Linked DNA regions of Mus musculus: regions 2, 3 and 4 are each linked to region 1. The links are chromatin contacts, called in public ChIA-PET and capture Hi-C maps. All regions are on one chromosome and are shown on one strand. The core of a region is the stretch at or near the end of the contact, and the rest is flanking DNA. Distances in the headings are between cores, read along the strand shown.

Region 1 (4,038 bases), core at 413-2,912:
ACCATTACCTAGGGTACAACATGGACAGGCTTCTTTCAATGCCTTCCACTAAGACTGCACAGTACTGCTGGCTACATTTTGCTTGGATTTCAAGCCATCCCCTTTACTAGGGTTTGAACTATAGGACCTGAAAGTGAGGGAAATGGGTAGTTGGGTCAATTTAATATGATCCCTGGGACAAAAATAATAACTATAAGACAGCCCGGTGTGAGAGGCATAGCTTTAATCCCAGTTTGAGGCCAAGCAGGGCTGCACAGTGAGATTTATCTTAAACAAACAAAAGTAAGATTTTCATTTCTCCTGCAGTTGAGTGGAAAGATGAGCATTTATTTTTTGGTTTTCTTTCCCATTGCCCTGTTTTTGAGACAAGGTCTCACTATGCTTATGTAGCTCTACCTGGTTTTGAACTCAAGAGATCTGGCTGAGTGCCGGGATTATAGCTATGTGGTACAATATTTAGCTAAAGTAGAGATAACAATATTCTTTTATACAATTTTTTATTTTAGCCCAGACTACAAAGTAGACCCCCCCAAAACAAACAAAAAACCCAAGGATCCAAACACATGTGTCACATTTGACAGAGTTCCTCACCCACTAAAGCACTTCCTATATTTCTGCCTGAAAGACATGATGACCTGATGAAGAATTTTATTCACCTCAAATGGAGCAAGAGGTCAAAAAAAAAAATTTTTTTTTAAACCCAGCCCGGCAGCCTCTTACCATTTCATGAAGCAGCACATTGCCATCTTTAGTAAGTTTGATGTCTCCAGCACCAGATACAAGCCTGCCAAATGGGAAGGAATTGATGAGCAAGGATGTGACTTTTTCTAATTAAAACAAAACAAGTAAGAATTCCACAAAGCAGCCAAGGGGAGGTAATGTATATCCCCCATCCCCTCTTGAAGGCAAGTGAATCACAGGGAGTTCCAGACAAGCCGTAACTTATCAGTCAGACCCGATCTCAACTAAATACATAAAGAAAATTCCCACAAAAAAGAATGAGGTGTAAAGGGAACCAAAGGAGGCTATGAAATATACGACTCCAAAGCAACCGCAATTTGAGGAACGGATACGAGAGGCGAGAAAAGAGAGTGAATTAAGACTAATTAAAAAAAAATCCAAGCGCTATGTCTCAGTGAACTTTATTCATTTGCTAGCTAACGAGGTAACAAAAACAGATCCCCTGAAATTTGGACTTTACTCCTACATCCCAGTAAACTCGGGGCCCGGGGCTGGGTTCGGGAAGGTTGCACACGCCACTCTCTTCCTCTATAAGAAATAGGTGCAAATGCCAACCCCGAAAGGCGCGGATTCGGGGGGTTTGGATGGGATGCAGCCCAGACATGGGAGAAAGAAAACGCTAGCGCGAAGGCCTGGAGGCAGCGACTCGAGTTTGCGGCCATCGAGCCGCCAGGCCCGCCCTCCCGCCAGCCCGGGCTTACATCTTCATGGTGCCCTTAGGCCCCAAGTTGGTCCTCAGAACATCCTGCAGGCCCCGAGCCGCGCTGATGTTCACCGCCAGCGCTGCCTGGGCCCGGGCCACCTCGGCCTTCGGATTTAGGGTCTTTACCGCCGCCATGGCTGGCCTAGCTCCGGGAGAGGCCGAGAACAACGTGCTCTCTGCGGGGTCTTCTCGAAAAGTCTTACGCACCCGGCCCGCCCCCGGCGTGCCCACAGAGCACCTCCATTGGGTGGCGACCCTCCTGCCGCCCGCTGATTGGCTTAATCCAACGCTGGTCTCTCTAAGACCCGCCCACCACGCCCAGTTGCGACGTCATTGCGCATCTGAGAAACTGGTTCTCCCGTCATCGGCACTCTGGATCTTAAGGTTCCGTTGTGCTCGCCCCCCAGCGTCACGGTTCGGCGCTTTTAAGAGTTTGCAGCGTGGAGGCTGCGCGGCTCCGCGGTGCAGGAAAAGCCCTGCAGGTCGTGTGTGAGGGATGCTTCGGCCTCTGCACTCGACTGGGTGTGACAGGAAGCAGAGGCGTCGGCCTCTAGTTGCAGGGTGTCTCTAGCTACTGGACTCCGGGATGCTTCCCTCACACTCTCGCGAGATTTCCCAGGTTCATTTTTTTTTTTTCCTTGCCTGTTTTATCCGTAAATTGGGGAGCACAGAAAATGGAGCCTTCCCCTGTACCCTGGTCGTTTTAAGACCCCGGAGGTTGACGGGAGGACTACGCTAGGTAGAAAGTACTAGATGGCTTTAGGAGTGGTGCGATGGGCGTTGAGGAGACTCAGGATCAGTCTGTTCTTAGGGCCCAGGTCATTGAGGCAGCTTGAAAACTAAAATGGATTTTGTTTTAATTTTTTTAAAATAATGAAACAAATAGTAATCCTTGTTTCATTCTATGTCCCAGCTAGACCACGAACTGTCTAACACGGACTGGTATTCTAACTCGTAGCAGTCCTGCTTCAACTTCCAAAGTGGTATGAGCTACTAAGCCTGCTAAAAACTAACAACTAATGGCTGGACAGTGGTGCCCAGTCTTTGAAAGCATTCTTTTAAACATTTTTTTAAAAAGAAAATAATATTAAGCGTATAAGTGTTTTTCCTGTCTGTATGTTGAGCACTTAACATATAGATACGTACTGAATTTTTAAACATGTATATGAATATGAATCACTTCTCCACACAGATGACAACTCGTAATGCCATTGGACGTATTCCACTGAGCTATATATACTGAAGGCTTTGCCATTTTGATAGGAAAGAAAAATTCTTATTCTTCTACTATACAGAGCCAGGCATAGTCACAACACGGGAGGCAAGCAGATCTCTGTGAGTTCAAGGCCAGCCTGGTCTGCATAGCAAGTTCCAGGCCAGCCGTGGCTACATAGGAAGACCCTGTCTAAAGAAAACAGAACTATAGGGTATGTAGCTCAGAGGATGAGTGCCGGTTTAACCGGTACAAAGGTCCTGAATACAGGAAATTTAAAAAGGAAAGAGAAACAACCAGTCACATGGCTGACATTTAGTTATTCCCAAACCTCTGCTCTTCTGGCTGCAGTAAGTATGCTAGTGTAATGTTTTCAAGTGGAGTTGTAGGTTTGAAAACCACAAAAGCTGTGCAGATGATAACGAGGCATGAAGAAGACTCGTGTTTACTTAATATAAAAGTCCTTAAAACATTAGCCAAGAATATATTGGAGCTGCTTTTTGTTTGTTTGTGGTTTGTTTTGTTTTTGTGACAGGGTCTCACTATGCAGACAAGGCTAGCCTTGAACTCCTGATCCTCCTGCCTCTACCTACCTCTTGTTTGTTTGTTTGTTTATCTAATGTATATAGGTGTTCTGTCTGCATGTATATCTGCTTACCAGAAGAGGGCATCAGATCCTATAGGGCTGTAGTTGTGAGCTGCCATGTTAGATGTTGAGAGTTATATGCAGGGCCTCTAGAAGAGCAGCCAGTGCTCTTAACCCACGAGCCTCTGGCTCGATCTGCCTACCTCCTAAATGCAGGTAGTACAGGCACACACCACCACACCTAGCTTACACTTTTTGGTCGGGAGCTTAACTTCTGAACTATGTCCCAGTGACTCTGTCATTCTCAACAGAGAATATCACAGCATCACCACATCTGGCTAAACTGTTTTTGTTAGGTTTTTTTTTTTTTTTTTTTTTTTTTTGTCTTCTAGTTTTCTCTGTGTAGTCTTGTTTGTCCTGGAACTCACTCTGTAGACCAGACAGGCCTCAAATTCAGAGGTCAACCCGCCTCAGCCTTCTGAGTGCTAGGATTAAAGGTGATCGCCACCACATGGCTTGTTTTTTTGTTTTTTGTTTTTAAATAGTGGCATATTTCACTAAATGACTGCATCATAATATATTTCACCAAGTTCCCATTGGGCCAAATTTATTCTGATATTTTGCAACTAAAAAAATCTCTGTGACATTTAACATATATGCGAAGATGTCTGTAAGATACATTTGAGATATGTGATTGTCACATGCTTTGGTCTACTCCTACAACAACTACTTTCCAGTCTTTGTAAAGAGTTTTGTTGTTATATGAGAGTCTCAAAAAGGTTTTATTACATTCAT
Region 2 (4,038 bases), core at 807-3,306, 410 kb before region 1:
CCAGAGGCTATGGAGGGGGCAGGGAGGGGGGGGGGGTCTCAAGTCGAAGGCCAGTCTCAGCCATATGGCAAGCATGACCGGGACCCCACCTCAAAACCTCACAAAATAACCCCCTACAGGCATGATGGTGTGTTTCCACAATCCTAGCACTGTGCCAGCTGAGGCAGGAACCAGGGAGCTGAAGACTAGCCTGGGCTACAGTGAGAGGCATGTGGAAGCCACAGCTCTGGTTCACTTTGAAAACTCTAGCAAGCTAACCAGACCACTGTTTTGTTTGCCTTTCACCATCCTTCATCTACAAAACAACGGGACTGAAACTGTAGCCACCAAGGTTCCTTTCACCTCTACACTCTCTTTCCTTCTCTAAACAAACACAGAGAAGCATACTAAAACTCTGCATTGACAACAGGCTTGGTGGCCACACCTTTAGCTCGAAGGTGGATCTCTGTGAGTTCAGGTCAGCCCGGTATATATAGTGAGTTCCAGGCCAGCCAACTCTATAACAGTGAGACCTTGCCTTAACTGAGGAATAAGGAACAGAAGGAAGATCCAAACACAAAAAGAAATCCAAGCAATGAGGAACCAAGTCTAGTTCCTGCTCCTGGCCAAACAGTTGAGCTAAAGGTCTATGCAGGCAGGCTGCACTAGCACAGGTAACGAGTGAGGCAGCCTGTCCCTCTAGCTGCAGAAGTTTCACAGAGATGACCAGGGCACAGTGGAAAAGTACTAGCTTGGAGTCAGGTGTTAGCTGAGCTAAAAGGCCGGTCTTAGGTAACTATCACTTGTTCCTCTCAGATGTAAAATGACAAGATTACAGCTCTCCCTAACCCTCCCTAAACCACAGCTCCTATTTCCAAGTGGTAGCGTCAGCCTACCCTTTTATAAGGCATTGCTTCCAAAAACATCTTCGTCTGTTTATAGACTTCTTGGCCTGTCTTGTGGAAGGTCTTGAGAAAGTCTATGAACTCCTTAGTCACTCGGTCCGTCTCAATGCTGGTTTGCCGGTTTATGGAGGGACTGGGAGCTTTGGCTTCCTGAATTTCTGCTGAGAAAATTAAACACAGTAAGTTTTGTTACCCAGAAGACTGATGTATGGAATTACTCTATGTAGCTAACAAGATTACTGAAATTATGTTTAATCAAAATTAAAGTAATAGCACTTTATATTGAAACATTTGGATGAGTTTCCTTAAAGCAAGGAAAAATAGGAAGTGTAAGTAAATAAAACTGCACGTTCTAAAACATGCTCAGCAGAGCTGAACTGTGGCTCGGTTGGTAGAGTAGTGCTTGCTGGCCTGTAGGGATCCCTGGGTTCTATCCCCAGCAAGGAGTCAACAAGGCAGGCTGTGCACAGCTCTAATCGCAGCACTTGGGAAGTAGGAGCAGGAAGATCCAGGTCAGTTAAAGGTCATTCATTCTCAGTTGCCCAGTGAGTTTGAGGGCTACACAAGACCCTGTCTCAGAAACCTTATCTACAGAATGACCAGTGGATCCACAGGTAAAAGAGCTTCTTATACAAGCCTGGAGAGCTGACTTTAATCCCTAAGATCCACCGGGAGGAAACACAGAATGGAGTTCTGCCATGTTCTCTGCTCAAGAACTGAACTACAGCATAACAATTCTTAAAACACAAATACAAGGCAGGGTGTGATGTCAACAACCTCTAATCCTAGCAGAGGCAGAAGCACGAAGATCTCTCAGCGAGTTCCAGACCAAAGAGCTACAAAGGAGACCCAGAAAATACGTTAACAAACAGAAAAGGCTGGGAGGGTGGATGGGATAGGGGGTTTTCAGAGGGGAAACTGGGAAGGGGGATAACATCTGAAATGTAAATAAATAAAATAACCAATAAAAACAATTTAAAAAAAGAAAGAGCAAGTCAAGTACTAACAAAGACTCTCACATCTGTGCTACCAACCCAACAGCTGCATTAGGTAGTTAACGATGTAAGAAGGCAGGATAATTCACTGTCAGGCAGCACGTGAAGGGGCCTGGTACTCCCTGAAGTCACAGTTCCTCAGAGATGACTACTGAGTGCTGTGGAAAAGTACCAGTGCCAACGCCTCAAATAAAAAATAAATAAATAAACCCCAACTAACCATGGGTAGTAAGATGGCTCAACAGGGGAAATGCTTGCCATACAGGCCCAGAGATGTGAATTTTACCCGTAGAACCCACAGAAAGGTAGAAGAAAAAAACCTCCACAGTGTTTAATGTTATCTCCACAGACACACACCCAACTAATAATTTTTTTATTTTTTCTAAACTAACAGAAAGCAAATAGAAACAGCTTATTAGCATTTTTTAGTCACTAATACTGATAGTGAAACAGAACCCTTTCTTGAACAACTTTCTTGCTGAGTCAAAAAGTCACCGTAACCACCAATGGAAGCAGGAAGGCAGCAGGTGACACACAGCACTACAAAGAGACAAAAGGCCAGTTTATTTCCCCCACCATTCAGTTTGCAAGTCACACTGCTCTCAGTAAAAATGCATCCAAGCTGGGTGCATTGGCACATGCCTGTAATTCTAGCACTAAAGAGGTTGAGGCAGGAGGATCAAGTTCTAGGTCAGCCTGGATTACACAGTGCATCTGACACCAGCTTTAGCTATATATAGCAAGAGTCTATCCCACACACACACATGGGGGTGGGGGAGACAGAGACAGAGAGATAGAGATATTTTGTCTGGTTTTTCCTTTCCAGACAGGATCCTCCCACCTCAGCTTCCTCAGCAAGTGTGCACCACCAACCCCACAGGAAAAAGAAACCAAAAGGTATTAAAGCCTACCAACCTCACACTTTAATTTTATTTGTCTGTTTTGAGACAGGGCCTCACTATGTACAATAGAGGATGGTCTCAAACTCACAGAGATCTGCCTGTTTCTACCTCCTAATTCTACCTCCTAGTCTCTGGGAGTAAAGGCATAGGCCACCAAGCCTAACACCATGCTATTTAGGGAAAAAAAAAACAAAACTCTGATTTCTACATATGGAAACATATCCTACACCTCACACTAGATAGACAGACAGACAGACAGATTATGGAATTACTTCTATGTTTTATGTATATGGGTGCTTTGTTTGCATGTGCGTCTACACGAATGGCACAAGAAGATGCCATTCAAAAGTTAAGTTCGAAGTTTAGGTAATAATCAACAAAACCATAAAAAGTTGTCTTGGGCATGGTGTCTCTTCACAACAAGAAACTCTAAAATAAAATCTGAAATTTGATCTTGACAAGAACACAAAAGCTTCTTACACTGTGCAGGCCAGAGCCCAAGTATCAGAACTTTAAAAGGGGACAATTCAGCAATAACCAACAAATTTAAAACCCACATTCCCAGCTGGGCACAGAAGCTGCAGGGTAATCCCAGTGCTTAGGAGGCTCAGGCAAGAGGAATGTGGATTCTAGGCCAGCCTGGGCTACAAAGTAAGACCCCATGTCACAACATGTGTATCAGGACACTAAGGGTAGGAAAAAGATGCAGTCAAATAATCTAAAAGAGCTACTCCCACCCACAAAGAAGAGCATCCCATAATGGAAAGTTAACTCTTCAAGGCACAGCAATCCTGAACACATATCTAACAACACAGCTTCAAAATGCAAAGAGCAAAGACAGAAATGTAAGGAAGAAACAAATTCTGATGCTAAGGTCCTGTTCCCCAATTGGTTCTTGATTTGTCAGTAAAGAAAGCCATGGGCCAATTGCTGGGCGGATGGCACAGGCTGGACTTCTGAGTCCTAGAGGAAAGAAAGGAGGATGCAAGCAAGGAAGGAGAGAAGGAGTTTTGTCATGCTTTGGAGGGAGAAGAACCCAGCAGCCATGTGAGGTCTCAGGAGGAGCCACTACTGTGGCCACTACTATAGATAGGTTTATCAGGGATGTTTGGCAGGGGCTAGATTGGACTAGCCACTGAAGTTTAGAGTAGGTGGGAGGCATGAAGCTAAGAGTATTGAAAAGGACATGCTTTTCCAGGTGGGAGACAGTAGCACCCAGCAATTGTGCCAAGAAGGCAACACTGTCCTCTAACCCTC
Region 3 (4,038 bases), core at 964-3,463, 360 kb before region 1:
ACTCCAGATGAACTAAAACTAAACTAAATCTCAGGGTAAATTTTATCCTAGATTCCCCCCCCCCCAATGTTACATCTCTCTGGCCGTGGTGAAAGTCTAAAGTCTTTGTAGTTATCTAAATAGTCCTTTCCCCAAATTTCCACACATCCTTTGTTTAGGGGGGAAAAAAAGACTCCACTGTGCATGGTGGTGCACTCCTTTGATCCCAGCCATTGAGAGGCAGAATCAGGAGACTCTCTGAGTTCTAGACTAGTGAACTCCATAGTATAGAGTGAGCTCCAGGCCAACGTGGGCAACCTAGAGAGACCCTGCCTCATTAAAAAAAAAAAAGACAAAAATAGATGAGATAAAACGTACCTGAGACTTGCCTTACAGTAGAGACTAAAATTCACAAAATATCAGTGAATTAAATGCACAAAATTTACAATTCTAAGTATGAGCTCAACTCTATTATTATTATTATTATTATTATTATTATTATTATTATTATTATTATTTTGAGACAGAGTTTCTCTGTGTAGCTCGGGCTCTCCTGGAACTCACTACATAGACCAAGCTGGCCTGGAACTCACATTTATCTGCTGCCTCTGCCTTTGGAATTGGAGGTGTGTACCACCAAGCCCAAAAATTCAACTCTTACTCTCACGGTGCAAAATGCCTTTCACATTTCTGCAGAAATGCTAAGCCCACTTTAGGTATACGCTAAGACTCAGATGTCACTTAGGTGTAATGCTTTGCACTTCTGGAGTTCTTTCTAAAAGGCAGCACCCACTAATGTACTTCTTTGCTCCATATGCGAAACAAAAAAAGTCAGGGAAAAGAGTCCTAGAACTCACAGGGAGGGATGTGACTCACAGGAGGCCGGGACTGGACAGCTGGCCTACAGTCTGTGGGATTGTGTGTCCTGTCACTCAAACCACAACTTCTGCCCAATGACAGTGCACAAAAAAAAGTGTCACCGCCGTGTTGGCCCTTTTCCCTGACTGCAGAGTTATGTCTAGAATTTTGCTTATGTTCACAAGTTTCCCACGATGCTGGCAATTCGGGGATTCTAACCCTACCACAATACTGTCAGCTGCCGGAGAGCCTCACTCAAGCCAGCCCCCTCAGATTGTCGAGTCTCCACATCTGTATCCATCTTCCTATCCATCTCTACATCTGTATTCATCTTCCTATCCATCTCCAGGGTCAGTTCAGGTGCAAAGTGTCACACACAGGAAGGGCTACTAACGAAGCCACTCCATAGCACAATACAGCAACTGATAAATGAAGCCCCTAATCCCTCCATCATCTCTGCTCTGAGTTCAACTCACCATTGCCCTCCTATTTCCCGAATTTATCTCCTGCATGTCCTTGCTCTCGCTGCTTTCTTGACCCCAAATCCTCTACCGTTCACTCTTGTCCATCTAGCAAATAAAATTACCCCATGTGGTAATGGAGATTGTTCACTGCATAACGGCACCTGGATGAGAATTGGTCCACTCAGGTGTGTCCTTTTCTTAAATCATACCAAGGCACCAGATAGGTTAACTGCAGGTAGTTTCTAATGCCACTCCCCCGGCAGCTGGAGGATACACCTGGATAACCCAGGTCCTCCTTTGGATTGTATGGAACATGCTATGTGTTGAGTCCTCGTCTAGTTGATAAAGGTGACATGAAATACAGGAATGGAACTGACATCTGGTAGTACGGGAAGAAGGGACTTGGAGTGCAGGTGACTCGGGGCAGGGAGGATACACCTAGTGTAGGAGTGGCATCAGGGGTGGATAGCTCCTTGGGAGGCTCTCCGCCCAAGGTCAGCTCTGCAAGCACCAGTCTCTCCCTCGCTTCCCATCAGCCCTCCCTTCCCCCATCGCTCGATCCAGGTACCTCCTGGGGCAGCAGGGGCAGCCCGTGCCCCGCTTGCGTGGCCGTAGGAGTGGCCGGCTCCAGGAAGTCGTCTTCGGCTTCGGAGCTGGACATGGCACCGTCCGAGTGACGGCTGTCTGGCTCCCGCCCGGTGACTACCACCATCCCTCTGGCTCTGGGCGGTGGGCGCGGCTTCGGGTAGGCGGGTGGGCGGAGGCCTGAAGAACTAAAGCCAAGCAGTGCCTGACATGACGAGATGGGCCGCCGGCGGGCGCTAGACGCCGAGGACCTGCAAGCAGTTAGGATGTCCTGTGCTGCCCTCCAACAGTCTAACGACCAACGCGCCTACAGTTAGTCGCTGGTCTGACCTGGCTGCCTCCAGCCATTGGCCGAATCTTCGCTGGCTCCGCCCTGATTGTCAGGAGGTTCGCCCAATCACAGAACAAACAATTCGGCCTTAAGCCGTAGTGGCTACAGGCCTACCCAATTCTGATTGGCTCTTGGCTGACAAGCGCGAGCGACGCCTGTCTGCTCCAGGGTTTGGCCGAGGGGAGGTGATCGCCCACTGACGACCTCGATCAGCAACCACCGCGTGGACCCTGCGCTGCAAATCGGAACCAGGCGCTTCTTGCTATTGGCCGAGGTTTCATGAACTCCTGCTATGATTGGCAAGAGCATTGTCCAATTATAGGGTAAACACGTCTGGTTGGGTTTGTTCCATTCTGATTGGCTATCTAACTAACGGGAGCGCTACCTCCCTTGGTCCAGGCCACTTATCTAGGGAAGCGGCTCTCTGCGCATAGCAACCACAGCGCAGGTAGCATCTCTGGCCTCACCCGGTCGCCTCCTACTACTGGCAGTGTCCGATTAGCTCCGCTATGACGGTTAAAGGTCTGATCCAACCATCGAGGTCTCAAACTAGAGTGACAACTGACAACGGCTTGCCGATCAGTCCCATTCTTATAGGCCACCTAAAGGGCACGCGTTCTGCACTTCCGACGTTCAACGACAGCGCTGGTCCCCCGGCGCGGTTCCCGAAAGGACAGACCACCCAATTGCTCCTGCTATTGGCTGTGTCCTCGCTGGCCTCCGCCCCTGATTGGCAGGAAGCCCGCTCATAGGGGCAGCACCGTGGTCCTGCTTTCATTGGCTTTCTGACTAGCAGGCGCGAAGCTCCAGGCCACTCCACTTTATCATCCCGGTCCATGTGTCCTGGGAAAGGGCCCAGGACTGGCTGGTTTGTCTCCATAGCAGCGGGCCAGTGAAAAAAGGCCTAAGCAGGCTGTCCTTGAGGATGTGTTGTGGAGGGCTGAGGGCACCTGCTGTGTAATAGAAATTGAGCACTGCAACACCAATGGCTGGCAAGGACATGGCTGCTGTGCTAGCGCTTTTTCCGTGGACTCACACAGGAAGGAAAACCTTGGTTGCAAATACCTTTAATTGCAGCGACTTGAGAGGTTAGAAGGATTTCTGAGAATTCAACTCTTGTCTCTAGTATAATAAATAATAATAATAAATAATAACGGAACTGAGTATGGTGACTCACGCTGCAATATCAGTACTTGGAAGTCAAGGCCAGCTTCAGCTTCATAACATTGTGAGTCCAAATTGGGTTACATGAGACTGCTAAAAACAAACGCTAAAAATGAAAAAAATTAAATAACCACAGATGAGAAAAGAGAAAACCCCACTCCCAAACAGGGCTCCTCTTCTCCATCTGACCTGCCCACACATGCGTACGCGCAAAGCTGTGGCTTTATCAGATGCCTCCTATTTGTTTAAATTAGCCATTCAAAAATAAGTGGATGGAGAGTACACCACCAAAAGGCTCAAGCCCTCCTTTTGAACTGGATTTCTGAATATCTTCTCCCCTGGCAGGGAATCTGTGTTTTGCTGTATGTGACTTCAATAAAGCTTGGCTGACTGCCGAGTCCTCGCCTTTCCTGCTTGGTCATTCTTTCAACTGGACAGAGAAAAAGAAGCCATACCCGCAATTCTAGATGACCCTCTCCATGATAACGTCATCACCTCTGCACCAGGACACAGACAGAAACAGGCACTCCCAGAAGGCTCTTCCCAGCTAGTCAGATGACCCATTTGATGCAGCACGTCTCAGTCACGCATCGACTGTGTGACCTCTGTTGGGGGAGGTTCCTTCAGAAGAAGCCCCGCATCTTTCCACAGCTCCAA
Region 4 (4,038 bases), core at 685-3,184, 290 kb before region 1:
CTGAGGTAAAAGGACAGATCAGAATCAAATAAGCACAAACAATAAGCAAAGAGGACAAACCATTAGGAACCCAGGCCTAACACCCACCAATTTACTGTTAAGTGAGAGACATGTGTACATACAGAGAGAGAGAGAGAGAGAGAGAGAGAGAGAGAGAGAGACTATGCCAACAGTCAGAGCCAAGAAGCAAAGACATCTGAACAGCAATGTAGGTTCAGATGTATACAAACAGAAGTCAAAGGCTCTCCAAGTACTACCCAATGTTCGGGCTACCTTCCATGTGCTAGACCTACTGTGTGGGGACCATCAATAAGTCCTTACCCATTATGGGAACAGCTAACCTAAGGACAAACTATGATGCTTATTTGTAGACATATCTCACATATTTATTACGGTCTGAGTGTCTGATGCTGTGGTTCCTGTGGAGGTCAGAAGACAACTTGCAGAAACCAGTTCTCTCCTTCTACCATGTTCTGGGTTTGCAGGCTCTAACTCAGGTAGTCAGGTTTGGCAGCACAAGCCTTTACCCCTGGGCTATCTGCTTGTCTCCAGCGCTGTTTAAAGCACGGCACTCAATTTGCATAGTGGTCCATACTTGTCATCCCAACAACTGGGAGGCTGAGGCAGAACTGCTTTGAGTTCAAGACTATAGTCAGCGCTGGCCAGTCTAGAACGAGTTTGTGGCCCTGACTCATGTGAGAGTGCGGGGTGGCTGGAGTCCAGCGCTCAGGGATTTAGAGCACTTGCTGCTCTTGCAGAGGACTGGAGTTCAATTGCCAGTACCCACGCGGTGACTCCCACCCACCTCTAACTCCAGCTCCCAGGTACCCAGCGCCCTCTTCTGGCCTCCTCAGGCACTTAAGCGCACGCATCGTGCACATACATACATGCATGCATTATATATATATATATTAATAGTAATAATTATAATTATGGAACTGGCATAAGGAGCATGGTAAATGTCCCAAGTGTCAAGTGTCAAGAGAGGACGAAAAGGAAAAGGTGGCGGCTGATTAAAGCCAGAGGAGGTGAACAGGATATAAAAGGGTCTCCAAATTAAAAGGGTATGCACCATTCCATGAAGGGAGTCAGCAACTGACATGGAAAAAGGGACTCACGGTGGCCCACGCCTGTCATCCCTTGTTGAGACGAGACGACCACCACCAGCCTGATCTACATGATGAACCTGAGGCCAACCTGGGCTAGATGGTGATTCTGAGGTCAGCCTGGGATACAAAGTTAAGTTTGAGGCCAGCTTAGGCTATACACAGGGAGTTCGAAGACGATGTGGGCTACAGGCTAAATCGAGTTCAAAGCCAGCAAGGGTTACTCTGAATTCATAGCCAGCCTGGGGTAAACAGTGAGATGTCTCATGGGGATGGGGGTGGGGGAATCCTCAAAAAAACGGGATGACGGTCTCCATCAAGGCTAGGGATATCACAGTGAGCGTGCGTGCGCAGGTGAGTCGGGATCCGGTGAGTGGAGAGCCGAATGCCTGCTGGGCAGACATGGCAGTAGCGACCGGGACTGCTAGGCGAAAGGAGCGGGAGGCGCCGGGCGGCCCGGGGGATGGGGGAAGGGGCAGGCGGGATGAAGGATGGAGGCGTCCCGGGCTCGGCGCCCGGAGAGCGGCGCCGCTTACCTACGATGGCGGAGGCGCAGCCGTGCCGTCGCTCCGGCATCTTGGGCTTCGGCCGCTTCTCCGGCCGCCCTAGTTGGTGGCCATAGCGCCCGCCCCGGGAGCGCGTCCTCACCGCCAGGCGACGGCCCTGCCCGGCCCCGCCGAGAAGCGCACCCGCGGCCGCCTCAGCAGCGACTGGCCGCGGTCGCCGCCTCAGCTCCTGCCTCCCGCCGCCGCGTGGCCGCGGGATCTCACGCACGCCGCCATAGGCTACCCGCAGCCGGGCCGCGCGATGTGTCCGCCTCTCTGATTTGTCGGTTCCGGGGGGAGGCGGGGCTTGAGAGAGAGCCCGCGGGGCAGCCAGGAGCTGCGGGGTGGGGTCTGACATCCGGGGCCAGCGTTTGTCGAACTCGCAAAAAGGGCTTATACCCTGCTGCTGCCTACACGGGCAGTTTGTGGCTGGAGTAACAGAGCCGGTGGCCTAACTGGAGGGGAGCCAGGACTTGTTCCGGGACCCTCACATGTCCAAGAAGACCTTCATCCCTGAAACAGGGCAGGGACAAACAAAAAATAGTGTTCCTAAAAAGTCCCCTGCACTGCCTGGCCATTGCTTGACGCAGCTGTCAAGCACACAAGTCAATTTGCACAGTATTCCGTACCACAGAAAAGTATTAGTGAGGGCTGAGGATGGAGCTCAGTCGGGAGAGTAGGCGTGAAGCCTTGGGTTCCATCCCCAGCATCAACTGGATATGGTGGTACATAGCTCGAATCCCAATACTGAGGTCATACAAGGCAAGAGGATCAGAACTTCAAGGCCGTCCTTGGCTACAAGGGGGAGTTTAAGGACACTCTGGACAGCATGAGTCCCTGTCTGAAAATAAAGATGTATAAATGAAAGAAGGTGCGATGACTTAACCACTATAATATCTCAGAGGGCTGTGGCAGGAGGATTGCCAGGAGTTTGAAACCATTCTAGGTTGCTTCGTGAGTTCCAGGCCAAAATGTATTACAGGACAAAATCCTTTCTCAACCTCCCTTTGCACCCTGCCCTGAAGCCAGGCAAGGTGATTCATAGCTATTATCCTGAGACTCGAGAGGCCAAGGCAGGACAGAATTCAAGAGCTATCTGGGCTGCAGAGCAACATCCTGTCTCGGAGTTTAAATTTTTTAAAAAAGAAAGGTTGGGGATGGAACTCAGCTGCTAGAATGCCTGACCCAGAGCGTCACTTAGCACCATAGAAGCCAGAAAGAGTGACACGTGCTTATTAACCCAGCACAAGCCAGTCTCTGGCATGAGCACCTGGAATTGAAGTTGAGCCTCAGCTTCACGGTGGGTGAATCTGGGGCCCGTCTGTGCTGCAGGAAGTTCTATTGCAGAGGAAAGAAAAAAAAAGAAGGAAGTGGGGAGCATGCTCACAATCTCAGGACTTAGGAGGGGGAGCCAGGAGGTCAGCAGTTCAGGGTCACTCTTGTCTATGTACTGAGTTTGAGGCAAGTCTGAGTTACACATACATACATACATACATACATACATACATACATACACACAGGCATACATAAGTAGAACCATTCCACGAGAGAAGGGAGAACTACGAAGAGGGGAGAGAGAATTGAGAGGGAGAGAGGAAACCGCTCTTCCCCACCTACAATCCCCGTGCATGTCTCCGCCAGGTTCCATCAAAGCAGTAATTTCAACTCTATTGGCACGGGTTCTGGAGATAGCATGGGCTCAGGGACCTAGAAGCCAAATCTGAAACGCCTGTCATCCTCCTGTGAGCAAGTGCCACCTAGAGAATGATGTCCAGTCTTAGAGATTTACTGAGACTAGAGTTGAGGGATCCGTAAACGTTTGTGGAAACGTCATTTATTATCACCCCACAGTTAGGGCCCGGGGACATCACTCACATCTTTCTGGAAGCCCCCAGTGACTGGCCAGGGGTGCGATTCTGCAGTAGAGCACTTGCCTAGACTCCTACAGTAAAAGGCTGGGGGGTGGAGGAGGGGTGTCTCTTGCCTAGACTCATGCTTTCTGTGTGGGATGTGACTCAATAGTACAGCAGCTACCTAGGATCCCAGTGAGATGCTGGGCATATAACTCAGCAGTACAGCCCTTGTCCAGCTCACTCGGTGCCTGGGTTTAATCTCCAGGCACTGAAAACAAGACAAGCCAAAAACCTGGAAGGGGTACTGTTATAAAAATCATCACTCCAGGATCTGGCATGGCAAAAGGATGGGGAGATGGGGAGATGGGAAACTCAGAGGTACAAAACTGAGTTCCTGAGAATCTTGGAACAAGAAGGCTGTGGCAAAGAGCTTGCAAACGGGAATGGAAAGGTAGGTTAGGTGTGCAGGGGAAGGAGAGAGACAGAGTTTGGGGATGTAGATAGGGCTATGAGAAGAAGTGTGGATGCAAAGAC

What was found. ChIA-PET counts read pairs in DNA pulled down with a chosen protein or histone mark. Capture Hi-C pulls out chosen DNA fragments and counts their contacts.
Region 2: an RNA polymerase II ChIA-PET map of memory CD8 T cells shows a contact between it and region 1, with 11 read pairs. The contact joins the enhancer-like site here to the promoter of Cct6a in region 1. A contact is called at or near these places in 2 of 39 promoter capture datasets (the C10 cell line and the SN4741 cell line), 3 of 115 datasets of contacts at active chromatin or transcription factors (the 230-238 cell line, memory CD8 T cells and pancreatic cancer cells) and 2 of 9 other capture datasets (adipose tissue and liver).
Region 3: a contact with region 1 is called in a capture Hi-C map of macrophages, with 5 times the contacts expected there. The contact joins the promoter of Kctd7 here to the promoter of Cct6a in region 1. A contact is called at or near these places in 6 of 39 promoter capture datasets (the 3T3-L1 cell line, 3T3-L1-derived adipocytes, erythroid cells and 3 more), 5 of 484 Hi-C or Micro-C datasets (CD8 T cells, the G1E-ER4 cell line, cortical neurons and 1 more), 10 of 115 datasets of contacts at active chromatin or transcription factors (the 230-238 cell line, astrocytes, cardiomyocytes and 7 more) and 4 of 9 other capture datasets (adipose tissue, liver, macrophages and 1 more).
Region 4: an RNA polymerase II ChIA-PET map of memory CD8 T cells shows a contact between it and region 1, with 176 read pairs. The contact joins the promoter of Tpst1 here to the promoter of Cct6a in region 1. A contact is called at or near these places in 1 of 15 datasets of contacts at CTCF or cohesin (the NIH/3T3 cell line), 1 of 484 Hi-C or Micro-C datasets (CD8 T cells), 5 of 115 datasets of contacts at active chromatin or transcription factors (bone marrow-derived macrophages, effector CD8 T cells, memory CD8 T cells and 2 more) and 2 of 9 other capture datasets (adipose tissue and liver).

What each region holds. Positions count from the first base shown.
Region 1 is chr5:129,784,980-129,789,017 of GRCm38.p6, reverse strand. Cct6a (chaperonin containing Tcp1, subunit 6a (zeta)) reads right to left here and starts at 1,662. Exons shown (of 13, transcript NM_009838.2): 1 at 1,443-1,662; 2 at 721-784. The coding sequence starts at 1,579. Psph (phosphoserine phosphatase) reads left to right here and starts at 1,765. Exons shown (of 8, transcript NM_133900.4): 1 at 1,765-2,063.
Region 2 is chr5:130,194,954-130,198,991 of GRCm38.p6, reverse strand. Rabgef1 (RAB guanine nucleotide exchange factor (GEF) 1) reads right to left here. Exons shown (of 9, transcript NM_001199059.1): 4 at 876-1,042. Among named protein-coding and RNA genes, the nearest start is that of Rabgef1, 25 kb to the right of the region's middle. Within about 2 kb of position 2,056, at least 35 of the 459 cell types and tissues checked have an H3K27ac peak or open chromatin away from gene starts, as enhancers often do. A contact at or near this core is called in memory CD8 T cells, where this site is marked.
Region 3 is chr5:130,143,058-130,147,095 of GRCm38.p6, reverse strand. It overlaps Kctd7 (potassium channel tetramerisation domain containing 7), which reads right to left and starts at 2,213. Exons shown (of 4, transcript NM_172509.4): 1 at 1,870-2,213. The coding sequence starts at 2,013.
Region 4 is chr5:130,077,266-130,081,303 of GRCm38.p6, reverse strand. Tpst1 (protein-tyrosine sulfotransferase 1) reads right to left here and starts at 1,934. Exons shown (of 6, transcript NM_001130476.2): 1 at 1,643-1,934.